2 separate regions of the Mus musculus genome follow, and region 1 is linked to region 2. Evidence: chromatin contacts called from public Hi-C data. All regions are on one chromosome and are shown on one strand. Each heading gives the region's core, a stretch centred on a gene start, on an enhancer-like site or on the middle of the called end of the contact. The rest is flanking DNA. Distances are from core to core; before and after follow the strand shown.

Evidence for each region. Hi-C and Micro-C count contacts between places; a contact is called where the count stands out from the background.
Region 1: a contact with region 2 is called in a Hi-C map of the N1E-115 cell line, with 5 times the contacts expected there. The contact joins two enhancer-like sites. A contact is called at or near these places in 3 of 484 Hi-C or Micro-C datasets (the N1E-115 cell line and nephron progenitors), 2 of 115 datasets of contacts at active chromatin or transcription factors (bone marrow-derived macrophages and embryonic stem cells) and 1 of 9 other capture datasets (embryonic stem cells).

The regions. Positions count from the first base shown.
Region 1 is chr13:44,618,765-44,624,616 of GRCm38.p6, forward strand. The region is part of intron 1 of Gm40931 (a long non-coding RNA gene); the gene reads right to left. Among named protein-coding and RNA genes, the nearest start is that of Gm40931, 15 kb to the right of the region's middle. Within about 2 kb of position 4,152, at least 32 of the 459 cell types and tissues checked have an H3K27ac peak or open chromatin away from gene starts, as enhancers often do. A contact at or near this core is called in the N1E-115 cell line, where this site is marked.
Region 2 is chr13:44,401,176-44,406,834 of GRCm38.p6, forward strand. No RefSeq gene overlaps it. Among named protein-coding and RNA genes, the nearest start is that of Gm33958, 3.8 kb to the left of the region's middle. Within about 2 kb of position 2,471, at least 11 of the 459 cell types and tissues checked have an H3K27ac peak or open chromatin away from gene starts, as enhancers often do. A contact at or near this core is called in the N1E-115 cell line, where this site is marked.

The DNA.
Region 1 (5,852 bases), core at 2,902-5,401, 220 kb after region 2:
AGGACACAGCCTGGCCCAAATAGAGAAACAAAGAGAGCTAAGGTTTCTGGGGTTGGTTGGCTTTTACAGCTTGGAGACATTTGGAGTCTGCCTCAATGGACAAACGAAACCCCTTAGGGCTTAGAGTATTAATTGCCTTGGACAGCCACCACAAGATTCCAAAACCCAACACTCTGGGGGAGAGTTTACTCTGTGCCTCTTGATTTTCTTTCCTTTCTTTCTTTCTTTCTTTCTTTCTTTCTTTCTTTCTTTCTTTCTTTCCTTCCTTCCTTCCTTCCTTCCTTCCTTTCTCTCTCTCTTCTTTCTTTCTTTCTTTCTTTCTTTCTTTCTTTCTTTCTTTCTTTCTTTCTTTCTCTGCCTTAACGTTACAGTTTGAACACAGGACCTTGCACTAAGCTATACTCACTGAGCTAAAGCCCATGCCTTTCTCTGTTGATGCTGTCGATCCTTGATGCCTTATGAAATAGGATCACATTAGTCACGCTGTCCTCCAGGGCCACTTAGCCTTCTTCCTGAACTCTTTATCAGTTTCTTCCCTCTGCCTTTGTCTCTCTCCAAGTCTCTTCTCATGCAAAGACACCAATCTCATAGGGTTACAGGGCTCACCCCGTCCATCCAATATGATTCCATTTTAACTAGTAACATCAGCAACAACCTTGCCATCATAGCCCCCCACCTCCAGCCCCCCTCCCCTGCACCTCCACCCCCACGTATACCCACCTCCGCCAAAATTGTCACATTCTAAGCAACCAGTGTCAGGAGGCTGCTATGTCTGTTTGGGCTACCATCACAGCAATGTAGGTTGAGTTGTTTGTTTGTTTGTTTGTTTGTTTAATATTTATTTATTTAACGTATGTGAGTACACATTGTTGCTGTCTTCAGACACACAAGAGGAGGGCATCTGATCACATTACAGATGGTTGTGAGCCACCATGTGGTTGCTAGGAATTGAACTCAGGACCTCTGGAAGAGTAGTCAGTGCTCTTAACCACTGAGCCATCTCTCCAGCCCCTAGGTTGAATATTCTTATCCAAAGTATTTGACTAGGCTGGAGAGATGGCTCAGCAGATATGAGTACCATGGTTTAGATTCTAGCACTCCACAGAGGAGTTCACAAACACCTGTAACTCCAGCTCCTAGAGAGTCAAAGCTCCATTCGATGGTCACTTGCACACACACACACACACACACACACACACAAGCATGCAACACAAATTTTTAAAAAATAAATAATCTTTAAAATATTTGGGGGCTGGAGAGATGGCTTAGTGGCTGAGAGAACTGTTGTTCTGTTAAGTTCTTAAGACTCGGGTTCAATTCCAAAAACTACATGGAAGCTAAGAACCATCTGTAACTCCAATACCAGAAGATCCAACAGCCTCTTCTGACCTCTGAGGATACTAGACAGACAGACACAGAGAGAGACAGACAGAGAGACAGACATACTACATACATGAAAGCAAAACATTTATATGCATAAAATAAATCTAATAAAGTAAAATATTTGGGACTACAGGTATTTTAAAGTTCTTTTTCTTTCAAAATTTGAAATGTACACATATTTTCTCATTTCTTATCTTGGTTTTTTGCTTTTGTTTTGTTGTTGTTGTTATTGTTGTTTTTGGTTTTTTTAAAGATAACATCTCACTGTATAGTCTGGCTAGCCTAGAACTTGCTATATAAACCAGGCTAGCCTTAAAGTCACAGAGACCTGCCTACTTCTCCTCCTAGGGCTGGGATTAAAGTCATTTGCTGCCAAGCACTCCTTGGAATAGATAGATACAGTGAAACATCTTGGAGAGGGAATCCAAATCTAAACATAAAATTCACTCCTGTTTAGCATACAACTTATAACATAGCCTCAGTGCAATTTTATATATTTGTATATAACCTAATACAGGGAACAACGTGTCATGGTGTGAGATGACCATACCAGTGCTTTAAAAAAAATGCAGATTTTGGATTATTCTAGATTTGGAATTTTTGGATTAACGGTACTAAACCTGTATCAGACTAGGGGACTTAAGTCATAGAAATTTAATTTTTTTTCATGGTTCTAGAGACAAGAAACCCAAGAGAGCAGGAAACAGCAGGTTCTGACTCTAGTGAGGAAACTCTTTCTAAACAAAAGAAATCCATCAGATCGGGCTGGTGAGATGGCTCAGTGGATAAGAGCACCCGACTGCTCTTCCAAAGGTTCGGAGTTCAAATCCCAGCAACCACATGGTGGCTCACAACCATCCGTAAAAAGATCTGACTCCCTCTTCTGGAGTGTCTGAAGACAGCTACAGTGTACTTACATATAATAAATAAATAAATCTTTAAAAAAAAAAAAAAAAAAAAAAAAAGAAATCCATCAGATCACTGTGCCCTCGTGCATTAGAGACAGGGAGCTGCCTTGTATCTCCTCATTGGGTACCAATCCCTTCATGACCGCATCTAATTCCCCTGGAGACCCTATCTCCAAACATCATCACTGTAGCGGTATGATAGCTAGATCTAAATGTTAATTTAAATGTTCATTTGACACAACCTAGAGTCACCGAAAAGGAGAGTCTATGTGAGGGATCGGTCTGTGGACATGTCTGGTGTGTATGTATGTGCCTTGATTGTGTTAATACACGAGAGCAGTACCATTTCCTGGGCTTGGGTCCTAGAATACAAGAGAGGTGTCCTAATTAGGATTTGTCTTGCTACAATGAATCACCATGACCAAATAGCAAGTTGGGGAGGAAAGGATTTAAGGAGCTGACACTTCCAGATCATATTTCATCTGAAGGAAGCCAGAACAGGGACTCAAACAGGGCAGGAACCTGGAGGCAGGAGCTGATGCAGAGGCCATGGAGGGATGCTGCTTACTGGCTTGTTCCCCAGGGCTTTGTTCAAGCTGCTTTCTTATAGAACCCAGGACCACCAGCCCAAGGGTGGCTCCACCCACAATGGGCCCTCCCACCTCAGTCACTAATTAAGAAAAGGCCCTACAGCCTGATCTTATGGAGGCATTTTCCCAGTTGAGTTTCCCTCCTTTCAGATGATCCTAGCTTGTGTCAGGTTGACATAAAACTATCTAGGACAAGGGGAGAGAGTGAACTGAGTCACAGCGAGTATGAATGTATCCTCTGTTCTCTGGCCTTGGGATTCTTTTTGTTTGTTTGTTTTTTGTTTGGGGGGGTGTTTGTTTTTGGAGTTTTGTTTGTTTGTTTTTCGGGACAGGGTTTCTCTGTGTAACCCTGGCTGTCCTGGAACTCACTTTGTAGACCAGGCTGGCCTCGAACTCAGAAATCTGCCTGCCTCTGCTTCTGCCTCACAAGTGCTGGGATTAAAGGTGTGCACCACCACGCCCGGCTTAGCCTTGGGATTCTTGCTGTCAGACATCGCTGCTGCTCACTGACTCTGATCTCTTTTCTTCCAGGCTACAGGAGTTTGAGATTTTCAGCCCCTGAATGTATGTGGCAAGGCCATTAGACTCACTTTCGCCAGCTCGTGACCATGGATATGAGGTAACCAGCTACCTCAAGTCCCTGTCACTTTGACTTCCTGAGGGAATGGTGGGTGTAACCTGGATGTGAAGCCAGATGAATACTTTCTCTCTCTAAGTTGCTATTGTCCGAGATGTCTTATCACAGCAACAGAAAGTAGGACACGGGGTTAGACCTTCAACATAGACTGGGGTGTGAGGTACACATCCAATCCAAAGACCTCATCTACCTATTAGGTGACACACACCTGCCAGACCACCCACCTCCCTGTGCAGTGAACAGGAAAACAGTTCAAGTCCTACAGATTAACTCCTCCAATGTGCAAGGATTCCAGGCCACTGACGTCAGATGACCCCAGATCAGTCCTTTAATAACCACCCCTGTGCCACTAGCATTTGTGTGCCACACTCCCCACACAACCTTTGCAACAGGGGAGGGGACAAATCAAGAAGGTCACCGTTCCCCTCCTCCCTCAGAAAACTGGGCCGGCTAGTCAGCAGAGAGAATTCTCAGGGGGAACGTTGCCCAGCTCCAGAAGTGGCCTTGGAAGCTGGCATGGTCCCCTGATTGGAAATAACCCCAAGGGAAGGACAGCCTGGCTGGGACCCAGGCTGACAGATTCCCTCTGGGGCTCCCACAGACCGGTTTAGCAGGAACTGCCCTCTGCACCCCTTACACTGTTCATGTTAGCACAGCCGGTCGAGGAGACAGCTTGTATTTCACCTTCAACAACAGTCCTTGTCCCCAGTCTCAGCACCCATGCCACACTGCAGGACTGCAAGCCCCTTCTGTTCTCTAGCCATCCCCCTCTACACACACTGCCTTTCCTACCCCCTACCCCAGGGGTTTAAGGAGGCACCATGCGCTGTTTGGGAACACTGTGCCCCATCTCTATTAATAATGCATGCAGAGAGCCCATCTCCGAGGAGCTCCAAGTGCTTTCCAGGCATTATCTAATTAGCCCTCACCACATCCCGGTGAGGTTCAACAGATGCTGAGCTCCAGCGAAGCCATCAGGGAAAAAAAAAAAAAAGAAACATTGGCTCAAACAGAGCAGCTAAGGTACACGGGCCTCCTCCTGGCTCTCCACCAAAGCAGGAGGCACACAAACGGGCCTTACTCAAGGAGTGAGTGATACCCAAATACATGAAAAAGCAACTGTTTCCACGCCCAACAACACGACTGACACAGCAAAAGCAGGCCATGACACAGGTCGGCCACAAACTCCAACACTTCCGAGACCATCCAGTGAGTGTGGGAGGTGTCTGTGATGGACTCACACATGTTCCAGCTTCCAGTCAGGACATCTGACCTAGAGTGCGGGAGGCCAGTAAGATGGCTCAGCTCTTACAGACACTTGCCACCAAGTCTGAGGATCTAAATTCAATCCCTAGGCCTGACACAGTGAACAAAAGCAACTGACTTCCTCAAGTCATCCTGTGACTCCACGCAAGCACTGTGACACACATACACACACACATACACACACACACACACACACACACACACACACACGAGAGCAATAAACAAACAAAATAGATGAAGAATGGAAAACTTAGCATTAAAAAATAAATTGAGTGATTGAACTTTACTGGATGCTCCTCTAGGCAAGCATGAGTTCATTTTTTCATTGTTTTCCAGGCAGGGGGAAGTAGGTTGTCGCACTATGAAGTGCCACACTATGCATCCCAATCCTGCCCCTGCCTCCAGAGCGCTGGGACGGTTGCAGATGCTCAACCTACAGCTGCAATCTCCTTCCGAGAATCATCTGCCTTCTCAAGAAAGAGACCTATGGATGGGGCTGGAGATGAGGCTCAGTGGTAGAACACTTGCCTAGATATGCAAGTTCCATCCAGACCTACAAAGTAATAATGAATAGCAATAGGAAGAGGAGGGAGAAGGAGGGGGAGGAGGAGGAGAAGAGGGAGGAGGAGGAGGAACTGAGCATGATAGCCCAGGCCTGCAATTCCAGACTGAGAGACTGAGGGAGGAGATCCTCTCGTGCCACGCCAGCCTGGCCTCTGTAATAAGGCCCTCTGTCCACAAAATTAAAAAGAATTGGTGGGGACTGGAAGTGGTAGTGTAATGTGTTGCAGTGCTGGGGACTGAGTGGGCCTTGTTCCAGAGGTACCTTATCAGTGAAGTAGATACCCAGTAGGTAGGTATGGTAAGCTTGCTGAACTTTCTGAACCAGGCGTGGGGGCTGGGATATGACAACCTCACCTTCCTGGAAGTCCAGGGATCTGGATTTTCTTCAGGGCTTTATTTCGACTGAGAAGGTTAACCCTAAATTTCAATCTGATTGAAGCACAGGAGGCCCAGGTTAAACTTTATAGCTGTGTGTGTCTGAGAGGGCAGTTCTGGATAAGATTA
Region 2 (5,659 bases), core at 1,221-3,720:
ACATGTGGTTATATATCCCTGTTCCTGAAAATGGGGAGAAGACTTCAAAGGCCTTTAATCAAAAAAAGACCAGGAAAAAAAAAGAGCCACAGCCAGATTTGAGGAGAGAAAGCATTTCTGGAAGCTTTAGAAAGCTTTAGTGGAAAACACAAGAGTAACATGGTAATGGTTAAGAGGCCATATCTCCAAAGCATGCAGGAGGCAGTCTGTTCTTCCTGGAGACTCAGGAACCAAGGATGTAGAGGGTGAACAAGGAAGACCTAGGAGCCGCTGGTTCTGATACCATGAGCCTTGAAGAAGGAGTGTCACATGGATTTGCACAGTCAGATGGAGCCACCCAGTGTGTGCCCTAGTGTCTGCGACCTCAGGCAGATCTGCTGGAAAGGTAAGTTCTACTGCACTGAGGTTTGCACGAATTCCCCCGCCACCCGCCGGAGTCTCATGTGTACATGCATGCACATACTTACATACCCATCCCATGCATGCAATGCCCATCCCCCTCAGCAACATTAGGGTCCAGATCCCCTCTTATCAGAACATTCCCATGATTGACAGAAACCTGATGTCAAATCAGAAGATGTCACAGAAAGCAGCACATGAGTAGAAGGCTAGACACTGATGGGGTAAGGACAAGATAAAGCAGACTCCGGGAACACATCCAGGTTGACGGAAACATGCATGCCTCCTTTCTCATATACACACGCCCCATAGAGCTGTCATTCTCTTGGGGAAACCTCAAGGGACCCCTTAAAGAAGAAGAGGCATTTAAAAAGAAACCTTTTAGAACACACCATGAGAGGCTTAGCACGTGCCCAGTTGGCCAATCTAGACAACCAACCTTCTTCCAATACCCAATTGCGGTCATATCAGATGTTTATCTGTGAATCTGTGGACAACACATCCTGGAAGACCAATAGAGAGATCACCTTGCTCTCTTCTTCCCATCAGATGATTTTCTTAAGGCCCTGGCTCCCCTGAGAAGCCAAACCACCCTTTCTAAGCCATCATCACGTCAGTCTACCCTGGATCCAGTGAAACCATTTCTATGTGGCACGCACTGGAATGTTCAGGTTAAGTTTAAGTCTTCCTGCCTGCCAAAAAACAAACAACAACAACAAAAAAATCAAGGTTCTATGGTTATAGCTTAAACAAAAGAACTTTCATGATCAACCTGGTCTCCCACATGACCTGCCTGTGAATAAATCTATCCTATAGTCTCATTTTATTATTTGTCTAGAGAATGGATTGAATAAACAATGTCCATGAAACAATTCAGAAAATTGTCTGTAAGACCTCAACCTGAAGTAAATGGTTCTAGTCAGGATGGTGAGGAATTCTGGACATTAAAAGAAACAAGCTCCAGTCATCCCCTTGAAGTGGGTACCAGACAAACATATTACCTTGGCAACTAATAAACTCCCTCGAGTTCCAAAACAGCGTGGCTACCAGACCAGCCTAGGGTGGGAAGAAGTAAGGGATTCACAAGCTCCTATCCCTCTAAGAGCCTGTCTTTCAGTTCCAGCCACGAGCTACAGAACGTTTGGTTCAGTGGGAAAAGCATATATGTTGGTGGGTCCCATATATTCCATCATCCAGCCACATCGTAGCGAGTGTAAATGCATAGCATGTTGATAACAGTACATAACCTAACAGCACTCTTCCCAGAATGCCCCACCACCACTACCACCACCCCTCCACCTTCATTGCATGGTTGATTCTTGATTTCAGAGGTAGCTCTGCGCTGTAAAGCCAGCTACATCATAAAATTAGCAGCTACCAAGTCATCAATTGAAGAGAAAATGCAGGGTTGGGTTTCTGTGAGCCTCTGATTATAACATCTTTTTGCCAATCGATACAAAAATCTCAGTTTGTATGTTTAAAGCTAGCTTTATGAAGAGATAGTGACCCATCGTCAATGTTGACCTCTCAGCTTTAATACCTTGGAAGCCTTTGCCTGAAGAAAGCATCAACACACCAACTCTCTCTTTTAGATACACTATAGCCTTCTTGTGCCCAGAATCCCATGACAGCAATATCAGCCCCGTGACTGGAACATTTTTTAAACAGGAAACACACACATGGACACACCACATACACACACACACACACAGAGAGAGAGAGAGAGAGAGAGAGAGAGAGAGAGAGAGAAAATAAAAGGACATGGCACTAAATAGATTAAAAAGGAACTCCCATTTTTGGGAGGAGAATTAAGAGTGTCACTTTGTTCCGCTTAAGCTGAGAACATGCTTGTCTGGTAGCTCAAATTGTCCTGAGCTCTGTGAGTGTCCACACACGAATGCGAAGGCAATGGCAGTGTTGATCCACGGTTGTAAATAAAAACTAGAAAAAAGCAAATCCATAAAGATACACTCTGCAAATGTAGGTGTGGATGTAGGCCGAGGGGCCATTCTCTCCTGTAATATAGTCGTTCTTTAAAGAATCCAGATCGAGCTGAGTGCGATGCTACGCCCTCGTCACCCCGGCCCTCCAGAGGTCATCCTTAGCTACATAATGTGTTTGAAGTCAGCCTGAGCTACATGAGAGCTTGTTGAAGAAAGGAGAAGAAGAGGAGGCGGCGGAAGAGGAGGAAGAGGAGGAGAGAAGGAAAGAAAGGAAAAGGGGAAAGGAAAAGAAAGAAAAGAATCCAAAACAAATACTCAAATCCTTTGTCAGTTATTAAGCCCAATGTCTTGGAAGTCACCGACACTACTTTCGTTTTTGAGATGTTGTTCAGTGTGTGTGTGTGTGTGTGTGTGTGTGTGTGTGTGTGTGTGGTCGCCCAGATTGGGTTGGAGGACAACTTAGTAGGATCAGTTCTCTCCTTCCACCTTTACATGGATCTGGGCATCTAACTCAGGCTGCCAGGCTCCACAGGAACTGCCTGTACGCACTGAGCCACCCCGCCAATCCGAGATGTTAGCGTACTTGAAGAGCTAAAATTAAATAGGGAATTGCCTAACAAGGTGATTGAAACTACAGAATACTTAACTCTGCTTGTATCCAACACCTTAAAGTGTCAGATACAGTAAGTGTGGCAGCATGGGTGGCAGCTGTAAGGCTGTCACGGGTAGTGTTTACACAGGGAAAGCACAACGTTCTCAGTTCTGTGAGGCCATCATCTTCCTGGCTCTTCACAGAAATGGGAAGAGGGCATGGAGTAACTCACTTTTAGTTTCTATTAACTTACATTAAAACGCATATGTGGGGGTGGCTAAGCAGAGCTCTAAACTCACACCCTTCCTCAAGCCCTACTCTATGGTTCTATAGGTCACAGCCTGAAAGGGCGTCTGTCTTAGGAAATGGACAAATGTGGGCAGACTTGACATTTGCTTTTGTGGATTCTCTTTGGCCAGAAAGCCAGGGCTTTCTCTTCTCTAGTATTCTCCTAACATTCTTCAAAACTGTATAGGGAGGCACAGAGAGGACTGGCCACCAACCTGAAAGGCGGAGCTATAGGACATTTTAAATTTGAGGAAAACACGTGGATATCAGCGTCATCCATCTTGCCTTGAACCCCGGCAGGCTCGGCAACTATCCCAAGGCTCATTCGGCATCACTGGTTTCCAGCTTTCAACAACCCCCTGGATGTGCGGTATCGCTAGTTTGCAGCGTTGTCCTCAGGTGCTGCTACGTTCCTTTCCATGATGTCATAGCTCTGCAAAGCCAGGTTTTCAACAGCTGTGGTGAGATGAAAACTGCCTCAGAACGACGTGAGCAGCTGATAGGGGAGGGGTAGCCAACAGGATTCCAGTTTTCATAAAGAATGGCTTCTACGCCTTTCTGTCATGACCTCAGAAGTGTGTCTTCCAATCTTTCTAACCCCAGAGACCAGCAACTTGCTTTATGAGATTGCTAGACTCACTGAACCTGACAAGAACTAAGTGAACTCTATCTGGCCAAACCTGCCTGAGTCAGAAATATGAAAAATCTTTTTTGAATCATGTGCCCAATGTAAACCGGGCTTCCCTAACTTCTTACCAGACTGCCAGGGTTTCTTTGTTTTGTTTTTAAGTCCTTCAGAAGTCTGGGGTTCACACACACACTTCTGTGTGTATATGCATGTGTGTACGTGTGTTTATGAGTGCATATGTGAGTGTATATGTCTGAATATCTGTGTATGTGAATATGTATGTATATGAGTGTGTGTATGAGTATGTGTGAATGTGTGTGAGTGTGTGCAGATGTGTGTGCTTGAGTGCAAGGGTATGTGTGTATGTGTGTGTATGTGTGTGTATGTGTGTTTGTGTATGTGTGTGTATGTGTGTGTATGTGTGTGTGTGTGTGTGTGTGTGTGTGTGTGTGTGTGTGCATGTCTTCAAATGGTTAATCTGGCTCTCTGAACAATTGGGAAGGCTGGTTATATTAGCGCAGAGGTCTCTCTGCTAGGGAATAAGCGTCCATTATACATACTCCACACAGTCATCTCCAGTGGCTAGGCAGCATGCTCTCTCCTTTACCTGCAATCAGAACAACTTTAAGGAGCAACCGACAACTTTTATGTGCTTTTCAGCTCCTGGCACTCTCCAGGATCTGGTTAATGCCTACATAAAGGGCAATGAAGTTAAACCATTTGCACAATTTCCATCTTGGTCATAGTGAACAACTAGGGAACATACTAAGTGCCCAGAGAAAGGACTGCACACACATACAACACATACACACACATTCACAAACATATATACATATGCATATAACGTATTTGTCAAACACATGCAAACATGCACACATACACATCCATGCATATATGCACATACCACACACACACACACACACACACACACACACACACACATATACATCCACACATGCATGCATACACAAGGAGGAGGTAAGAAATGGATACATTAAGAAATAACCCAAACAGACCTCTAATAACATGGAAAAATCATAAAAGTCAAGTAACATGGAGCTCCCTGGAAAGTCAGCCACAGCCCCTCAGGAGCATGGGGAACCATGGAAGGGCATCTCGGGAGGAAGGAAAGTGAAGGGCAGGGTGGACACAGTGATCCCCTCAGGGTGAGCAACAGGCAGCATGCATCTGTCTCCAACTCACCTCTCATGTGTGGGCCTCCTCCCTCCAGTCCATCTTTGCACTGAACCAGAGCTGCCTCTTTAAAATGCAGCTCTCTTAAAACCTTTGGTGCCTACTCTTAGCATGGCTTTGAAAAGACACTCAACAGTCTGAGCTCTCTTACTGGTCCAGTCCCGGCTTGACCATTCAACAGTAGACTTCGTTTCAATCACCTGGAGAGACCTCCACGATAGGCTCCCAGCTGGGTCAGCGACTTGCGCACATGCTCATGTAGAGCACGTATTTACAATGTGCACTGCAGCTGTACTAAAATGACCTGGCTCTTGTTGCTCCTCTCTAAAGCACTGTAACTACTTCATAGTAGCAACTAATAAATATGTATGGGAAGGATGAAGGAAGAGTAGGATCATGAAAAAAAAACTGCAATGCAAGACATGAACTAAGGAAGAACTGATAAAGGAGTCAGGAAGGAGCGATGAAACACTGGTCGAAAGGTCATATTGTGGGAACAGAGTAAAGGCAGCTTTGTGGTAGTAGGCTCTTAAGAGAAAGACTCTAGAGACCTAAGGCACACTAGCTAACCTTAGTTGTCAACTTGACCCAATCTAAAGTCATCTGAGAGAAGCC